2 separate regions of the Mus musculus genome follow, and region 2 is linked to region 1. The links are chromatin contacts, called in public Hi-C maps. All regions are on one chromosome and are shown on one strand. The core of a region is the stretch at or near the end of the contact, and the rest is flanking DNA. Distances in the headings are between cores, read along the strand shown.

Region 1 (3,151 bases), core at 75-2,574:
AGATGTCAGAACTCTGACTTGAGGATGAGGTGGCAGGAAAAAAACAAAAACAAAAACAAAAAATAAGCCACAGCAAGGAAAGACCTCCAGGGTGGACCTGGTGTGCAGAGCCAAATGCAGGGTCTTTAGTTCGCCCTTGGAGAGACAGGCCCATGTCACTCCCACACGCTGTCCTGTTCTGTTTATTTGCTTGCTTGCTTGCTTGCTTGCTTTTCTGTTGCTCAAAAGCCACTTAGGAGAGGAAGGGATTTATTTCGTCTTAGGGATCACAGGCCATTATTGAGGGCATCGAGCAGGCGCTCAAGGCAAGCCGGCTTGCTCTTCCACACAGCATTACTTCTGACCCAAGGACTCACAGCCAAGGAGGCACAGCAGAGATGTTTTCCTGGCTCATCCCCACCCCCGCTAGACTTTCTTCTGCAGCTCAGGGCACCTGCCCAGGGAGAGAAGCTTTCCGTGGTGGCCTGGCCTCCTAGATCAATTAGCAATGAAAACAGTCTCTGTCTCCACAGCAGCTCAAATCTGGGCAGTCCTTCAGTGAGGCTCCCTTCTGAGGTGACTAAGTGATATCGAGTTGACAGTAGATGTGAAGTGGTATTATGACATACTCAGACCCTTTGGTCTGGAGGTACTTATGTTTTGGGGGAGACATTGGAAAGTTAAAGTGAGGAGAATGAGCACCTCATCTAGAAAAAGAAGCTGTAAAGGGGGTGTCTGTCTGTGTCTCTGTGTATGTGTGTGTGTACATGTATGTGTGTGTCTCTGTGTGTATATCTGTGTCTGTGTGTATGTGTATGTGTGTGTCTATCTGTCTGTCTGTGTCTCTGTGTAAGTGTGTGTATGTATACATGTGTGTGTGTGTGTGTATGTGTGTGTACACGTGTGTGCACGCGTGTGGGTTGCATCTCGGCAGGGTGGAGGGTGGGATTGGGTGCAGGACCTCAAGGACCACAGCTGAATTTGACCCTACAGTTGTCCTTACACATTATTCCTAGTGAGCTAGAACAATGGGACAGGTGCTCCTTACCATACTTTGCAAATGTGTAAACTGAGGCTGCGTGAACAGGGACTTCCCTTGGATACACAGGGAGCTAGGGTCAGCCCAGGTTCCACATGCCAAGTCTTGCTCCTGGGGTACAGTGAGGCAGCTGAAGCCTGGGGAGGACCTGTGGTTGTCTCCTGTACCTTCATTAGCCGTGCTAAGAATCCACCTCTGACAGCTCTGGGTGCTGGAGCCCAGTAGGCGCCACTGAGCCTCCTGCTGCTAAGTCCTTGGTGAATCAGAGCCCACTGTTCCCATAGCAACTCAAGTGTGGTGCTACCTTGGGTAAAAAGCATCCGCTGGGAGCTTTGGGGTATCAAAGCGGAGGTGTATAGAACACCTGGCTCAGAGCCTTGGGCTGCTAAAAACAGCACATGCTGCCCAGTGGGTGTGGGTTTATGTGGAAGGCAGCCCAGCACAGGGTGAGCACCACCCTCACTCCCCTCAGAAGTTCTTTCCTTTGGTGGGCCTCTGGGACCTGCTTTTCCAAGCAGCCATTCCCCAGAGCTGGAAGCTGAGGCACTGTAGTTGAGTAGTAAGATAACAGGCACATGGTGACACTCTAGGTAATGAGCTTCCGGCATGAGGAAGTCCCAACCAGGTAGTCAGGGAAGGGCCGGAGCACCCCAAGTGGGAATCACTGGAGCCCTGGCAGCCTTTACTCCGGCATGAGCTGGTGCCTGTGTGCTGGAGATGTCTCACTGAGCCTGGAGCTCACAGGCACAGGAGGGGTGCTCCCTGGAGATATGCAAGCACTTAACCAAAGTGCCCGAAGTTGGAGATGGCTCACAGAGGGGCTTCCCTCTCTCCCCCCCAGGAGTGTGGAGTCTCTGCAGCCTCACGGTTGCAGTTCTTTAGCTTTTCATGCTTCTAGTTTTTTTAAAAAGGCATATTTTATTTGATATTTATGAATGTTTTGCCTGTGTCTGTCTGTACATATATACATGGATGTGTATATATACATGGATGTGTATACATGAATGTGTATACATACATGGATGTGTATACATGGATGTGTATATATACATGGAGGGCTGGGGCCCACAGAGGCCAGAGGGAGCCATTGGATTTCTTGGAACTAAAATTACAAATGGTTGTGAGCCACCAAGTAGATGCTAGGAACCAAACAGATGTCCTCTGCAATAGCAACAAGTGTTAACCTAACCCCTGAGGCATGCTAGACTACAGATGCACATACCACGTTCTGCTCCTTCACAAGGCTCAGGGATTTAACTTAAGTAACCATATTGCCAGCCTTCCACCTTATGTTTGAGATAGGATCTCTGACTGAGTCTGGAGTTTACCAGTTGGCTAACCTAGCTGGTGAGTGAGCCCCAAGGATGTTCATGTCTCTCTATAGCCAGCCTGAAGGTTTCAGAAGCACCCTGCTGTGCACCATGGTTACATGGGTGCTGAGGATCTGAACACACATCCTTCTTGCATAGCGAGCACTTTACCCACGGAACCACCTTCCTTTCCAGGTCCCTAATCTTGTACTTTGCCTAGCGAGGTATAAGGTTCCACAGAAGTACAAGAGCTAATGGATACCTAACCCCAGAAGGGCTGAAGCTGGAGTCCTGGGACACCTATGCCAGTAAGGGGTGCTGTGAGCGTAAGGGTGGCAAAGCCAAGGCCCCCATCGGCAGGGCTCATGTTAGCATGGAGGTTGGTCTTTGAGGTCTTATGGTATCCAGTGTGGCTGGCGCTGCTCCTATGAGTCCCCCTTTTCCACAACGCCGTCTACATAGGGCAGTGCCCATCCTGGTTTGTGGGATCTTTGGGTTTGCAAGAGACAAGTTCAAGGTCAGCCTATATTGTGAACTTGTCTTAGGTTGCAACAAAAAATAACAAGTTCCAACTTCAGGAACCCTTCTCCGAACCTCATCGTCACTGACGTGATCTGGTTTGGGCGTGAGTGCGGGCTTGAGACGGAGGCTGGCTTCCAACACTGCTGGTGTGAACTCATCCCCAGCTCACAAACAGACCAGTGACCCCATTGTCTGCCTCCCGCCCCCAGCCAGGGGCCAGCTTCCCTGTTTCTATGCTTCTGCATATTTGTCATTTTTCTCTCCCCAGTCACTTGACTAGCTCCACTGAAGGGCCAAAGCT
Region 2 (2,823 bases), core at 72-2,571, 430 kb after region 1:
TATATATATATATATATATATATATACCACATATATAGATATGGTATATATATGTATACATGTGTATATATGGGACATATATATATATGTGTGTGTGTATGTGTACATATATATATATTTCTATCTCAGCATTTGTTGCCCTTACAGAGAGGACCAGGGTTCTGTTCCCAACACCACATGGTGGCTCACAACCATCTGTAACTCCAGGTCCAGGGGGTGAGATACTGTCTTCTGACTACTATGGGCACCAGGCACTCATGTGGTACACAGACATACATTCAAGCAAGATACCCATACACATAAAATAAAAATAAATGTTTCTTTTTACGAGCAGTTGGCATTTCATGAGGAAAGTGTGAGTACACCTTGATGGTGTCCATTTGAAATCGGATTCAGAGGAGACCTCATGGGACACATGGTGGAGTCCCCAAAAGGTCACTGGAGGCAAGAGGTGAAGCGACGTGGCTAATTATAACTTCAGGAAGAAGCGGGCTGCTGGCTCAGCCTGGTACTCTGGACAGCAAACTCAGCTTCAGGGATGCTCAAATGTGAAAACCCATACTTGATAAAAATCAATGGGTTAGAGCAGATTTAAGCAAAGAGAGGACAATTACGGCTTTAAGAACAGATGAATTTTTGATGGAGAGAGGGCACCAGAGTCCTTAAAAGCCCGCTATCTGCTTACTATTCATTAATTTCCTAAATCCCCGAGTGGCTCTCTTCCTATTTTTATCCACCCACTCCTTCATTCTGGGGAGATTGCATGCCTGGGGGTTACTACCTGCTGACTAGAGAGTGCTTCCTTTACTTCTTCATTTCAAGCTCTGGGAGTGTGCCTGTATTTAGCACAGCCCGTGGATTTATGGGTTTTGCTCCCAACCTGATCTATAAAGAACCAGGGCTGTAGCCTGGGCCACGCGTGAAGGAGAAAGAGGCTGTGCACAGGGCTCAGCGGCTGAGCGGCAGGGTGGGCGGGGTCAGCGGTTGATCGGCAGAGTGGGTGGGACCAGAGGCTGAGCCGCTGAGTGGGCGGGACCAGAGGCTGAGTGGCAGCGCGGACTGCCAGGTGCTGGCGCTGGCTCGCTCTCACCATACTCAGTGTGCTGACTTAGTCCAAGACCTGTCAGCTGTCGGAACTGATTTGTTTTTCCTAAAGGGAGTCTCTACTGGCTTTGCACATTCTTTTCTAGGTTAAAGGTTGCAAGCTAAAATTCAGAGTGTAGAAAAGAGGAAGTGCAAGCAGTTTGGCCAACTAGAAGACCCCGTGTACTCATCTCGTAGCTGTGCGAGTCCAGGGTGGACCGTGGCTTTGCCCTCTGCTATCTTGTTTATCTAAAAGACAGAAGACTGCTCGGAACTGCTTGTTATCTTTGGCCCAGTGACTCCACTGTAGAAATATGCAAGAGGGGTAAAAGTTAATGATCCATGAATGTTCTAGAAGTAGATATTGCAAAAGCGCTAAAACACACTGAGTCACGAACTTTAAATGATAAATTTTACAGAATGTGGACTTGATCTCAAAAAAAAAATTTCAGAAAGTACTACCTAAAATAGCAAAAACTGGAAACAGCCAAAATGCCTAGTTATAGAATTTATACTGCATATTCTGTGATATAAATAGAACTGAACAAAAATATAGATCTGTTAAAAATATATTATGCAGATTGTCAATACATGGAGATATGGATGGGAGGTTTAAGAAAGCAGGAAGAGTATTGTAGACCAGTTACAGACCACACGCTAAGCCAGCATTGGTTGGAACAGGCATTTTAAGATCATCCTTTGTGAACTTGGAGGGAATCTCTATTTGTTGAGTACAACCACGGTCATTATCTAATTTAACACAGAAAATCACCCAGAGAGTGCCTAGGGCGGCTTTCACTCTTTACAAGTTGAACCAAGAGTCACTTCTCTCCAACTGAGCCAGTAACCGTCTCCCATGTTTCTGTGCTGTGGGAGACCTGGGTTCCCAGACCCAAAAATTAATTAATTAATTAATTAATTAACAAAACAAAGAGGAGAAAACAACCAAAAGTTAGCTGCAGTTCCTACCAATGTCTTCTGGGATCACTAAAAATAAGGAAGGTGAGAACCGAGGGGAGACACTGACTGCTGGCTGGCTGGCGCTCTCTCTCTCTCTCTCTCTCTCTCTCTCTCTCTCTCTCTCTCCCTCCCTCCTCTCTCTCCCTGGCTCTGGGTATGGAGCTAGCTGCAGCTACCCCAGCTCACCCTGCAGACAGCACAGCAGATGGCTTGGAAGGGACGCTGCTCTGCTGAGCAAGTGCCCAGCACCTTATGTCACATGGGCAGAAGGAAGCCAGGACAGCTGGTGTCACCTGGGAGGAGCCTGGTTGTTTGGGTCCCTTGGTGAGAGGCAGTGGGCAGCCATCCTAACCCCCAGGGGTGAACATGCCTTTCCCCAATGCCTGGATAGCACACTCCTCACCAGGGGCAGTCTCGGGGAGTGCCCCTCCCCCGCTTCCCTACTCCCATTTTCCAATCAACTCTTTGTGCAGAGGGAACTGAATTGGTAGGGAGTGTCCAGAGTACAGGGTAGTGAGGGAGGCCAACTCTGGAGAGCCTGGGCACGGAGAGGCTGAGGAACACATGGATAAAAGCTTGGGTTCAAACCCCAGAACATAGACTGCTGAACCTCTGTCATTACAGACCCGATTTCTCTGTCTGCACAGTCTTCTGGACTCATTGCTTCAATGCAGCAAGTGACCAAGGTCACTTCCTTAGCCCATGCTGCTGCGTCTGAAGACCCCACCGAGGGACCTCGGGTCTCCTGTGGGGAGAACCCAGGTCAGACACTGCCAGGGG

What was found. A called contact is a pair of places that touch in the nucleus more often than the background predicts.
Region 2: a Hi-C map of cortical neurons shows a contact between it and region 1, with 2.2 times the contacts expected there. The contact joins two enhancer-like sites. A contact is called at or near these places in 3 of 15 datasets of contacts at CTCF or cohesin (the NIH/3T3 cell line, embryonic stem cells and large pre-B cells), 7 of 484 Hi-C or Micro-C datasets (B cells, the G1E-ER4 cell line, cortical neurons and 4 more) and 1 of 115 datasets of contacts at active chromatin or transcription factors (pancreatic cancer cells).

Annotation. Positions count from the first base shown.
Region 1 is chr4:149,554,962-149,558,112 of GRCm38.p6, forward strand. The region is part of intron 4 of Ctnnbip1 (catenin beta interacting protein 1); the gene reads left to right. Among named protein-coding and RNA genes, the nearest start is that of Mir5616, 19 kb to the left of the region's middle. Within about 2 kb of position 1,325, at least 26 of the 459 cell types and tissues checked have an H3K27ac peak or open chromatin away from gene starts, as enhancers often do. A contact at or near this core is called in cortical neurons, where this site is marked.
Region 2 is chr4:149,988,045-149,990,867 of GRCm38.p6, forward strand. The region is part of intron 3 of H6pd (hexose-6-phosphate dehydrogenase (glucose 1-dehydrogenase)); the gene reads right to left. Among named protein-coding and RNA genes, the nearest start is that of H6pd, 14 kb to the right of the region's middle. Within about 2 kb of position 1,322, at least 212 of the 459 cell types and tissues checked have an H3K27ac peak or open chromatin away from gene starts, as enhancers often do. A contact at or near this core is called in cortical neurons, where this site is marked.